Linked DNA regions of Mus musculus: regions 2, 3 and 4 are each linked to region 1. Evidence: chromatin contacts called from public HiChIP or PLAC-seq data. All regions are on one chromosome and are shown on one strand. Each heading gives the region's core, a stretch centred on a gene start, on an enhancer-like site or on the middle of the called end of the contact. The rest is flanking DNA. Distances are from core to core; before and after follow the strand shown. Region 1 holds the start of Lad1 (ladinin). Region 2 holds the start of Zfp281 (zinc finger protein 281). Region 3 holds the start of Kif14 (kinesin family member 14). Region 4 holds the start of Camsap2 (calmodulin regulated spectrin-associated protein family, member 2).

Region 1 (2,949 bases), core at 326-2,825:
TCACTGGATACCATGGCCCTCTCTGCACTGAGGCTGAGGTGAGGGACAGCCATACTTCAGAGCAGTGTCCTAAGGCTCTGAGGAGGAAGTCTTCAAACCAAAGGATGAACTGTGACAGACTGTGACTGAAAGACTCTGATGCCCTCAGGGAGGTGCTGAGGGGCAGCAGCTCTCAGTGTGAGAGATGCCTTGATAGGAGGTGGTACCCATACTGGGCTGCACCTGCAGTCGTAGCTCCGACCCCACAAAAGACCTGAAGACTGAAAGCCCACTTGAGAGAAGCCAAGAGGCCAATTTTACCCTGACTGGAACCTGAGGAATAGAAAGGACAGGGCTCTGGCCGGAGCCTCTGTTACCTTTAGGACAAAGGATGCCTTCCCAGTTAGGGACTCAGTGTGAGGAATTGGAAGAACGGATGCTCATTCCAACACTTCTGGAGAGGGAGGGGCAGCTCCAAGAGGAGCCACAAAGAGAGGGGCGGCCTCCTAGATACTGACCCCTCCTAGGCTTCTCTGACCCTGATAGGCTGTCCAGCAGGCAGAAATGGCAAAGATATTCTCTGACCCATTGAGATTCACAAACACAGATTGTAGCGCAGACAAGGATAACATCTTACCTCAAGTGGCATAGATACCACTCCAAATGTTGTGCTCAGAATTTGAGCCTCTCTTTGGGATGGGGTGGGGGTGCTACTTTCTCTGATTCTATTCACACACCCGGGTTCTGTTGACTCCATAAGGTGGGGCTAAAGGACACTTCCCAGATCCATTCTAAAACTCTTAACAGAGGCGCAGAGGCTGAGGGTCCGCTCAAGAATAAGTCTTGGGGTAACTCTTGAATTTTCCCAGCCCCCTAAAACGGTCCCTTGCCCTCACAGACAGTAGCACCCTGGGCTGTCCAGGCTGCGGAAAAGCCTTACCCTAAACGTACTGGTTAAGACCTAAGGGGACAGGAAGCTGAGAAGGAGCAAGGAGACCACCCGCTCTGTCACCTAGGGGGACCAGAGTTTGGTCTCAATTCTATCCCCACCGAAAAGCAACAAGACCAGTGTCTCACTTCGTCCGGAGAGCAGGCCTGTGTCTGGGAGAGGAGATCCGAAGGGGCACAGCTCCCACCCCCCAGCCTCGGGCCACCCGGCCCCTGTGGCTGCACTCACCTGGACAGCGCGGACCAGTCCTTTCTGCTGACCGACATGCTGCCGAGCCCCACGGCCGCCGCGTGCCGAGCTCCCTGCTCCGCCGCTCACCTGCGGCCCCTCCCCGCGCCAGGTAGGGTCACATGGCCGCTTATCTCAGCCCGGCTCGGCCCCGCGCCGCCGCGCTCCCATTCGCCGGCCGGAGGAGCGGCCTCTGAGGTGTGGGCGTCCCAGACAAAGCCGCGCTGATCACCGCTGGGGCGGGTCTCCCGCGCGGCCGCTCTGCGGGACGGTCGCACCGAGCTGCGGGCTGCACCCACGCCGGGGCTAGCGCGGGGCTGCTCTGCTGCCCCGGGCGAGGGCGGGAGACTTCCTGCTCAGAACCAGTTGGACCAGCTCGGCGCCGGCCCGCGTCTTCCCTGGGAGTCGCGGTCCAGAGTGCCAGGGAGTCGGGGAGGGGGTTGGGGGGAGGACGGAACCCAAAGATCGGGGTCAGGCTGAGCTCGCTGCCTGGAAATCGACTTAGCCGGCAGAAACCCAAGAGCTGGAAGGCAGGGAGAAAGGTTAGATCAGGTACCGTAGTCTTGGGTGTAGAGTGCCTGCAACGGTGAAGAAGTAAGGGGCTCCTAGAAAACACCCCGGGGGTCAGAAACTACCTGAAAGACTCGGCTTAGATAAGCAGACACTGCGTAAGAAAACCAGCCCCTCCTCAAAGGAGCTGAGACTCAAGCCCGCCAAAATAGAGTGGACACCGCTATGAAAAACCATATGCGCCAAAAGCACGGTCCTGTTCCTTGATACCCCACAGGTGTATAACTGTGTCGTAGGAAGAGGGTCCATAAGTAACTGAGATTAATACTGCAATAACCTGAGGCAACTCGGACACCACCCGTGGGAACCCGTGGGAACCCGTGGGCGAGCGCAGCACCAGCTGCTTTCCACTCGGGAACCTACCTCCTTACTGAATGTGTAAGGTCAGATACCTAGATGGGGAATTTTATTTTCCTTGAAAGATCAGAAATGGAATCAATAGCTGCTACTGGCACTGTTCAGAGAAGGCTGGGGTGCTGCCCAGCACACAGGATGGGATGTCAGAGTCTGGCCTGATTGCCTCTCGAGATCTACCTGCCTCTGCCTCCTGAAAGCTGAGGATGCTGGAATTAAAGGCAGGAGCCACCACTTCGAGCTGGAGGGGCCATTTTTGTAATCTACAAAGGAAACGAAGAAGGGGATGGGGGAGGAGTGTGTAATCAAAGGTGACACTGAACAGGAAGTGGGGTTAGCAAGAGCTTTGGGAAGCTGAACTGTGGGCCCAGAAGTGATTCACATACCTCTGCCCGATGTGAGAGGAACTGGGATTCAGGACAAGGATTCCAGAGTCAGGGATTCAGGTCAAGGGACAAGGATTCCAGAGGTCTTAGGGAGGAAGTTGACCAGAGACCAACAGAGGGTTTCTTGCCATTTGGACCTTATGATACTCCATTTGGGGACCTGTCTCCATATGGTCAAGCTGTCAACTGCATTCAACACCCATTTGAATTAAAGGTTTTAGAAAAAGCTGTCCAATAGTTCATTGGATGTTGGTGTGGGAGCTCGGAGAGACTTGGCACTGTGCGCCCCGTAGCCCATGGACAGGGGATGAGTGGGAAAGAGGAGGGAGGGAAGTTTCAATAACATGGAGTTGGAATCTGTGTCCATGTCCTGGCTTCCAAGCATTGAAAGGGAATCTCGCCTCAGAGTCGCCTCAACACTTTGCTGGGCACAGGTGTGCTCAGTAGCAGTTTGGATCAGTAGCAGTTTGAAGGATCACACAA
Region 2 (2,949 bases), core at 250-2,749, 810 kb before region 1:
CTCCTTTTGCTATGGCTTCACCACACGTGCGCCTGTGCTTCAACAATCTGTCAGTCCTTGAAAAATACTGTTGGCAAGTGTCACACTTGTATGGCTTTTCTCCACTATGTGTCCTCTTGTGTCTCTCCATATGGTACTTCTGAATAAACTTCATGCTGCACTGATCGCACCCAAAGGGTTTCTCTCTGCTGTGAATTTTCTCGTGTCTCTGCAGTAGGTATTTCTGGATGAAACCCATACTACACTGGCTGCACTGGAAAGGCCTTTCGCCCGTGTGGATGAGGACATGTCTCCGCAGGTGGTAGGAGCTCCTGAAAGCAGCACTACAGTGATCACAGATATGAGGTTTCTGACTTGGGGACAGGACGGCACCTTCTCCCTCTCCAACCAAAGGTTTGGAAGATGCACTTGGCTTCCTCTTGGCTTTGATTCCCTGAGATTCTGGCTTTGGCCTCTTTGCCTTTTTGACGTTAGCGTCCTGCTTTGGCTCCTGGTTGCCGTGCTCATCAGTCCTGCTACCGCTGCTCAGTAATACATCGCGGTGGTGCTGGGCCGGTTGCTGCTGGGCATGCTGGTGCAGAAGACTGAGGTCTTGGATGACGCCGTGGCTCCCCCCTTCCCCTCCTCCTAGGCCTGGTGATCGCTCTTCAGCCCCAGCGAACAGCCCCCCATAGTGGTGGTGGTGATGGTGGTGGTGGGACGGCTGCTCCTCGGGATCCGCAGGTTTCTCCTGCTTGATGCTCACCAAGGACTGCAAGAATCCCCAGGAGGTCCTCTGCGAAGGGAAGGCCGCGGCTGACGCCGCCGGCTCCTTCTTGAAAGTCATGTCCGGGGCTGGCGGAGGGGGGGGCTCAGCGGCCGGGGCTGCGGAGGTAGAGGAGGATAACACGCACTGCGGGGGAGGGGCGGCCGTCCCCGCCGGCCGGGTGAAGCTGGTGACCGGGGGAAGCCGGTGGTTGAACATAACCATACTCTGGGGGAAGGTGGGCTCCATCTCTGCTCTCCTGCCGCCGCCGCTGCCGCCGCTGGCGCTGCCGGAGCTGCCGCCGGAGCCGCTACCACCGCTACTGCTGGGACCGCCGCCGCCGCTAAGGAACCCGCTGCCGATTTTCATACCCCGGAGGAGGCCTGGCTGCGGAGAGGAGGGAGAGGAGGGAAGAGGGGGAACGGCGGTAGGGCCGGGCCCCGGGCCGGGACCACCGCAGCGTTTGGGACCCGCCGCGCCGCCGCCCAGCCCGCACCGCGCCCGGCTCCCGTCCGCAGCCCCGCCGCCTCCGGCCCGGCGCGCTCGACCCCGCGGCCTTCTTGGCCGCTCCCGCGCCCGCCCCGGCCCGCCGGCCACACTTACGGGTTCCGCCGCCGCCGCAGCCGCCGTCGCCTCCAGTTAATAAAAATAACGCCGTCCTCTCCACAATGGAATTAAAAGCCTCCCCGCTTCTGCGCAGCCGCGGCGCGGTGTCTGCCGGGAAGTCCTCGACCGGACCAGAGGGGCGCTCGGCGAGCCCCGTGCGCCTGCGCCTCAGTTTCCGCCTGGCTAGCCTGTCAATCAAGCGGGCGGTTGGGCGGAGCTGCTGGGGGCTAGGTGGGAGGGGCGGGGACTTGGAGGCGGACAGCGGAGGGTCTTCCGCAGCGAGGGGACGTGATTGGTGGCCCTGCTGAGGGGCAGACAGTGGCTGAGGGTTTCTAGGGAGAAGGCGCTCCGGAGGTGGAGCCCAAGGGGCGGGAAGTCCGGGGACGCCAGGAGAGCGTGTTGCAGCGTGGCGTGGGAGCTGCAGAGGAAGGGGTTAGGGAAGGTGGAGACACTGAAAACTGAACATTGGCATTTGGTTCACTTTAGTGTTTGCAATCCAAGTATTGAATCAAAATCAAACAGAGAATAGGATTCCTTAAGGTACTTGTGATTCTGCCTGAAAGCTTTAAACTCGTAACGGTATTGATTACAGATAGCTTTTACTCCTTTTCAGAATGGAGACAGCAATAACGCTTGTCTTTGCCTTTATTGAAGGAGCCTTTGAGACTGCCATAGAGGAGGGACCGCTGCAGAAAATTGTCTCAGTGCCAGCCTACCTGAAGGCTACGCAAAGGGAAACCACGTGTAATCCCAGGTGCAGCTGTCCTGTAAAACACGCCCACACACACTTCATCATCAGATGGTATTTAAATGCCACGTACTTTCTCAGTTGTCTGAATTTGCTTATTACGTTGAATACTAACTAGCCTCAAATACTGGCCATCGTTCTTGTTTAAAATCTCTGTTAGGATACATACCCCACTCTCCCAACCCCTCCAGTATAGAATACCTAGAAACTTGAAAAGTTGTTCCTTATTCAGTTGGGGGAAATTAGATAAAATCTTGAAATTAAAAGTTCTATCGACAAAACCAAATAGATATTAATTTAGTGCCTAATAATGTATAAAAGGCATTCACAGCGAGCATGCAAAAATCTAAACCAGCAACTTTCCTAGGTGTATTTATACACCACAGACTTTTTAATAAAAAGACCTGGAGAACAGTTATTTACATAGTGTGTTTTCTTAAAGAAATCACACGTCCATATTCTCATAGTGTTTCTCGAGATGACTTCTTGTAATAACTTCCTTGAGAAATTTTGCAATTAAAGCCATAGCGGTGTATTGTTTACCAACACAGGCCTCTCTGAGCCTGCCCAGAAACCTTAAAACTGTATTTTATGAATAGTTTCATGAGGCATTGTATCTTCCTAGCCCCATGGAACTACAGTTAAATTATTTCCTGAAACTACCAGGTATAGCTAAGCGTTGAACACTGAAAATTCAAAAACTTCAGACAGTAATAAAATATTAGTCAGTGCCAGTGAGAAATGAGGCTGTCCCTGTACTCAGGGTGTCCATGTTTAATGGTAAAGCTGGGCTGCACATAAGCCAGCCCAAGCATGAAGGGCAGTGGGACACTCATATGAAAGCCAACTT
Region 3 (2,949 bases), core at 250-2,749, 650 kb before region 1:
TGGGCTGAAGATGTGGCTCAATTATATCTACCTACATGGGGTCTTGGGTTCAATTCCCCGTACCAAGAGAAAATGCCAATGACTTTAAAGACACTGGCTTTCTAGAAGCAGAGTCTTACAGACACATAATGACATGGAATTCTCGGCCTGAGAGCTAACACGCCGGACGTACCTTTTGCTGAAAGGCCTCACGCGCACCGCCACGGTCACCTGACTGTTCTCTACTTTTAAGGAGTCTGGCTCTGTAAAGGTCTTCTGAACTAGACTGTTTTCTTCTGGAGGGAGTGTGCTTTCTCGTGAGCTTTCCCTTTTATTTGCAAAAAGAGAACTTTTGGGCCTCGGTTTAACTCGAGGGCTTGCAATCCTGTTTTTCAGTGTGGATAAAGCTGGGCTTTTCGGTGGAGGCAGGTCATGCCTTGGTGTCCATCTGTGTTCTGGGACACATTTTACCGGGGTCCTCGATTCTGAGCTCGCGCTTCTGAATGTACTGCCATGTTTCGGGATGTCCTTCCCATTGTTTTTCGGTGTGGATAAAGCTGGGCTTTTCGGTGGAGGCGGGTCATGCCTTGGTGTCCATCTGTGTTCTAAAACACATTTCACTGGGGTTCTTGTATCTGAGCTTCCAAATGTACCGACTTGTTTAGCAGTGTCCTTGCCAGCATTCCCACGGTGTGAGTTTCTTCCTCCTGACACTGGGGTATCAGACTTGCTCTCGGTCAGTTGCACCACTAAGTGTCCTGATCTCATAGCTTCAGTCTGACGCTGGGAACCCACAGGCGCTCTACTGTTTGTGTCCTTAACTGTCACCTTTTCATTAGAGGCACCAACGGGAGGACCTGGGTCTTTGCATCTCGTCAACCCGGTGTCGTTGGAGTCTTTCACGGAGACGACAGACGACAGGACACGGGTATCATTATTTACACCCTTTGCTTCTGTCCTCGATGCCTGGGAGGCAGAGTCACTTCCTGGGTTACCTCCCACAGGATTCAATGTCTCCCACTTTCCCACATAATCCGCTCTACCGTGCCGCCGTTGTAACCTAAGACTTGTGTCTGCTGTTCTTCTGTTTCCCAACTCACTTCCAAGTAAAGACGACTCTCTGTCCCCACAAGTAGCCCTTCTCTGGAGGCTCAGTCTCCGGGGGTCAGAGGTAACAGGAGTCTCTCTTGTTTTTTTACAGGCAGAGATAACATAAGTGCTATTTATGTCGATGGTTTTACTTCCAGCATTCACGAATGGATCATGATTCTCACACTCTGACATATCTGCCTTCAAGTGCAGTTCCAGCCGGCTGCTGTGGACGAGGCCACTGGATGCTGAAATCTTCTGTGAAGAAGAAACCTCCAGGCTTCCGATGTTGTGTCTGCTATGCGAAGTGTGTACTGACATCTTGGCAGCAAGCGATTTTTAAGAGGATGTGAAGGATCTAAGCCCTTCAGATCCTTGTCGGGGTGCTGGGCATTTTGTTCTTTTCAGTTTCCAACAAAATATCTGGCCGACTACAAAAAATGAAAAATAAAACGGTTACTACAAACTTTAAAAAGAGAGAGATCTTCCTACTACAGAAGCAAACTCTCAGAGGATGCATTGGACTAAACCACTTCCCACTGCACCTCCACACAGCCTCCTACAATCTCCACCCTCGAAGGACTTCACTTGTTATTCAACAAATATCTACTGAGGGTTCCCTTAGGAGCAAGGCACCCACAGACACTGCAGACTTCAAAGACAGGACCTCCCCATCCTTATTTCCTCAGCTTAGAAGGAGCTTACAGGTGACCTTAATCTCAACAAAGTGATTCAAGAAAGGTCAACACCTGTATGTCAGCATACTTTAAGTGCCCCCAGCTTGGAATCATAGCATCTAGTCTGATTAGTCTGCAGCAAAGTAGGTTTCTGAACACTTGTCAATGTATCCTAAATACAAGAATGCCTACAGAGGAGTTTAACACGATGTCACAAAGGAGGCTACTCTTAAGAAAGTACCACAGACATTATACACTACAAACTGCGTGTGTAGCCAGGTGTGATGGTCCGTGCCTGTGATCCCAGCCTTAGAGAGGCCGAGGTGAGAGACTGGAACTTTCAAGGCCAGCCTGACACTGTCACCGATGCCCACACCCCCTCAAGTTAGACAACTACACTATCTGTCACTTCTTCATTATACAACAAACTAGACAGGCATGCGTTTACACACATATAGGTAAATATAGGCCAACAATATCTGCCAGGCATTATCTAAAACAGAACAGTGCAAATGCCACTCTTCGTCATGCTCCTTAAATGGACGTAAACAACTCTTTAAAATTGAATTCCTGAGTCTACCTTACAAAATGTCACTGATTCAAACTATTTGGACATTGTTACAATCAAGGAACAAATTACCAGAAGCTCATTTTTAAAAGTTTGACAAAGAGACATTGTAGGAAGAAAGAAAGAGTTCGAGTATAAGCATCTCCCGCTAAACTTTCAGTGAAAATACAGAACCCTCCCAATATGAGGTGAAATTAGGGACAATATATCTTTGTCTTAGAAACTAAAAGCCATTTGCTCTTTGCATAGATCAACATGATTTTTGTTTGCAGAATTTCGGCCATCAGATCTCCAAGAGGACTGGAAGGAAGACAAGAGAAGTCGGTCACGACCACAGGCCGAGGCTCCTGGCGACTCTGGCAGTCTTGCCAGGCTGTGACAGTGTACCTGGACCCCTCCAGTTCGCCGCTCCACGCTCCGCGGCGCTGTTCTCGGCTTCCGGGTGGACAGAGCGACGCCCCGCGCCCCTTGCCCGGGACCCTCGGACTAAAGGGGACCGAGCCGCACCACCCACCCAAGCACCCCGGCCTGCTGGGCAAACACCGCAACGCTCTCAGCCCACCGGCTCGCTGGGCGAGCAACCTCAGCGCTCTCAGCTCGGAGGCGCTTCCCACTCCTAAGACCTCGACACTCACC
Region 4 (2,949 bases), core at 263-2,762, 530 kb before region 1:
TTAGTTCATCAAATAAATATGGAAACTAGTTACCATTTGAATGTGCTTTGACAAACCAGTTAATACATTAATTTTTCAAAGGGGCTTGCCCATGAGAAAAACCCTATTAATATTAATTGAATTACTAAAAAAATATGCCAATCACCCAATGGCATATTATTTCTAGTGCCTTTTTTCCTGCTTGGCATTGTTAGTGGGGCTTATCTGTAATGCCTTATTGGGTTCAAGGAGGAGTGTTTCTGGGGATTAAACAGAAATCAAAAGGGAGGGGCTTGCTCCTGGAGCTGCCCTTTTCGATAGTAGGGATCAAAACGCCTCCCCTCATGTTTCATATGTCTCCCATCTTAACGGCTGATGATAATAGGGAGGCCCTAGTCGTACAAAGTAAGATAGTTCTGGGTTCAGACTGTGACTATGCCTTTACTATATCTGCAATTTAAGAGGCTTTTCTGACTCTTAGCTCTCTCATCTGTAAAATGAAAACCACCCAGGATTACATAAATTAAAATCAGATGTGTTAAAACAAGAAGTGGGGAATTAGAAAGTTAACCAAACTCGGTGTTAACTACAGTAACATTCTCCCTTTGACCCTAGACATTGATAGAGCAACTACTGTGAGGTTTAGCATCATATAGGTGTCAGAGACAAGGCAAGTCAGCTTGAAAGCTAAAGACAGTTGGTGGTTGGAATGCAGTGTGACAAGTTATGACATAAAGGACATACATTGCTCTGGAATCAGTTCTGCACGGGAAGTTGGCAGTATCAGGGAAGGCTTTCTGGAGGGAGTGACTACTGTGGACAGAGACCACAGAGACAGGCAGCGCACAGCTCTGAGAAAGCATACCCATGTGGGGGAACGGAGAGAGTTCTGGCAAGACGAACTGCGACAAATCATAATTGTGGATGTTCTTTGTGGAAGGGTTTATGTTTCTTTCTACGAGGAAACAGAAGGTACCAAAAAACCGGATCCTTCACTTAGAAAACTTAAGTGGGGAGTATCAAGTTAAAACGTCATGACGTGAAATGTATACAGCTTTGGAGAGTTTAAACCTGACCTTCAACCCTGGTTAAACCCCATGGGTGACTTAAGTTACTGCATCCCTCCATAATTTCGTGGTCAACCAGCTGTATCACCTCTCTCAGGGTTACTGCAAGGATTAAATGGGTGTGCAAGGCAAATTCTCAGCAATACGCGTGTGACATAAGCAGCATTTGAAACAAATATCAATTCTCTTGGCTGAACCACGTGTAGCGGGAGGAGAAAAGCCTCTCCTCTCCCTTTCTTTCCTTCCCTCGTCCAGCAGTGTCGGCGGCAGCAGCCCAAAGCTGCGGATGTACAGAACGTCCAATCCAGCGGGCACTGTGCTGATTAATGGATAGGGGCGCGGAGCCCATCGCGGGCGGCAGCGAGGCTGGGCATGCTCAGTGCGCATGGCGGCGCAAGACAGCGGCGGGGGCGGGGCCGGGCGCGCCAGGCGCATGCTCAGTGTTCCCATCTGCTCTTTCCATCCAGTGCCGCAGCCGGAAAACCGCAGCGACGGCGGCGGCGGCGGCTGAAGGGGAGCGAGGCGTCCGGCCACGGGAGGGGTAGCGGAAAATACGAGGACAAGCCCGATAAGGCAGGAGCCGAGGGCCCGTGATTTGATTTGCGGCCTCCCCCAGGCCGCTGCCTTGGCCCTGAGCTGCGCCGAGGAGGCGGGCGGCGGCGATCGGAGCGCCGGAGAAGCGCCGGGCCGCGGGCGGCTCGCGCGCTGCAGCGATTCTGACGTTTTCCGCGGCGGGTCCCGCGGCCCGAGGGGCGGCCGTGAGTGAGGCGGGGCGTGCGCGCTCCGCCATGGCGGGGACACTGTCCGCGACGTGATCGTCCAGGCTGCCCCCGCCCGAGCATTCCGGGCCCTCTCAGCCGCCACCCTCCTGCGAGCCCGTGTGACTAAACGGAGACAAAGGGGAGGCGGAGGGGCAGACCCGGGCCGGAGCGAGCGCGGCCGGGTGCCGCCTCACGTCTATGCCCGGGGCCGCGGCGGCTCCCGCGGGCGGCGGACTCGCGACGAGCACAGCTGAGCTTTTCCGTGCCCGGCGCCCGGGAGGGCCGCGACCGGCGCGGACGATCTGAACTCCTCTCTCCGCCACACCATGTGAAGGCCGTCGTCCCTCCATCCCAACCAGCCGCCGTGAAAGATGGGGGATGCTGCAGACCCGCGGGAGATGAGAAGGACGTTCATTGTTCCAGCCATCAAACCCTTTGACCACTATGACTTCTCCAGGGCCAAAATCGCCTGCAATCTGGCCTGGCTGGTGGCCAAAGCCTTTGGGACAGGTAAGTGGTGTCGTCCCTTTCCTCTTCCTCCCGATGCTGTCCACATCCCAGTTTTTGTTCCTGATTCCAGCCCCCTCCCCCATGTGTATCTTCCGGTACAGGTTTAGGGAGATGACGGGAGACGAGCTCTAGGAGAAAGAAAGAAGGCAGGTTTGGTCTTAAATGAGGTGCCCTTGACTGACGCGGGAGGGGTTGACCGGGTTCCTTTTATTGAATAGCGTGTGTCTAAATTCCGCGAGCAAATTATCGTGTTTTCCCAAAATGGCTCTAATGTGTGGTGTTTTCCTTATTATCTTGCATACGTTTCCCTTTCGGTCATAATTGTGGTTACCATACCAAGAAATCTGAGCTTATTACTGGAAGAAGGTGGGGTACTATATTGATCTTGACATTTGTAATGGTGGTTGCTAGTCAGGCTATGTAGGATGAAAGGTGGTCAGTGTTGAAGTGCAGTATCTTTTGTAGGCGTTCCTTACTCCTCTCACAGCCTTTCATACACATTCCAAATTCTCGTTAAGCCACCCATTAAAACCACTTTTAGTTTTCTGACTGGATAGTGCTTTTTCACTTAATGTCACTGAGGCATATTTCCTTTTCCAAATGTATTTTGACGTCATAAAATCAGATAAACA

What was found. HiChIP or PLAC-seq counts read pairs in DNA pulled down with a chosen protein or histone mark.
Region 2: a contact with region 1 is called in an H3K27ac HiChIP or PLAC-seq map of regulatory T cell precursor, with 4 times the contacts expected there. The contact joins the promoter of Zfp281 here to the promoter of Lad1 in region 1. A contact is called at or near these places in 2 of 115 datasets of contacts at active chromatin or transcription factors (regulatory T cell precursor and thymic regulatory T cells).
Region 3: a contact with region 1 is called in an HNF4G HiChIP or PLAC-seq map of pancreatic cancer cells. The contact joins the promoter of Kif14 here to the promoter of Lad1 in region 1. A contact is called at or near these places in 1 of 39 promoter capture datasets (embryonic stem cells) and 1 of 115 datasets of contacts at active chromatin or transcription factors (pancreatic cancer cells).
Region 4: a contact with region 1 is called in a FOXA1 HiChIP or PLAC-seq map of pancreatic cancer cells. The contact joins the promoter of Camsap2 here to the promoter of Lad1 in region 1. A contact is called at or near these places in 1 of 39 promoter capture datasets (embryonic stem cells) and 3 of 115 datasets of contacts at active chromatin or transcription factors (embryonic stem cells, neural tube and pancreatic cancer cells).

Annotation. Positions count from the first base shown.
Region 1 is chr1:135,817,224-135,820,172 of GRCm38.p6, reverse strand. It overlaps Lad1 (ladinin), which reads right to left and starts at 1,575. Exons shown (of 10, transcript NM_133664.3): 1 at 1,157-1,575. The coding sequence starts at 1,194.
Region 2 is chr1:136,623,451-136,626,399 of GRCm38.p6, reverse strand. Zfp281 (zinc finger protein 281) reads right to left here and starts at 1,499. Exons shown (of 2, transcript NM_177643.4): 1 at 1,349-1,499; 2 at 1-1,128. The coding sequence starts at 1,114.
Region 3 is chr1:136,466,398-136,469,346 of GRCm38.p6, reverse strand. Kif14 (kinesin family member 14) reads right to left here and starts at 1,499. Exons shown (of 29, transcript NM_001287179.2): 1 at 173-1,499. The coding sequence starts at 1,389.
Region 4 is chr1:136,344,667-136,347,615 of GRCm38.p6, reverse strand. Camsap2 (calmodulin regulated spectrin-associated protein family, member 2) reads left to right here and starts at 1,512. Exons shown (of 18, transcript NM_001347109.1): 1 at 1,512-2,317. The coding sequence starts at 2,179.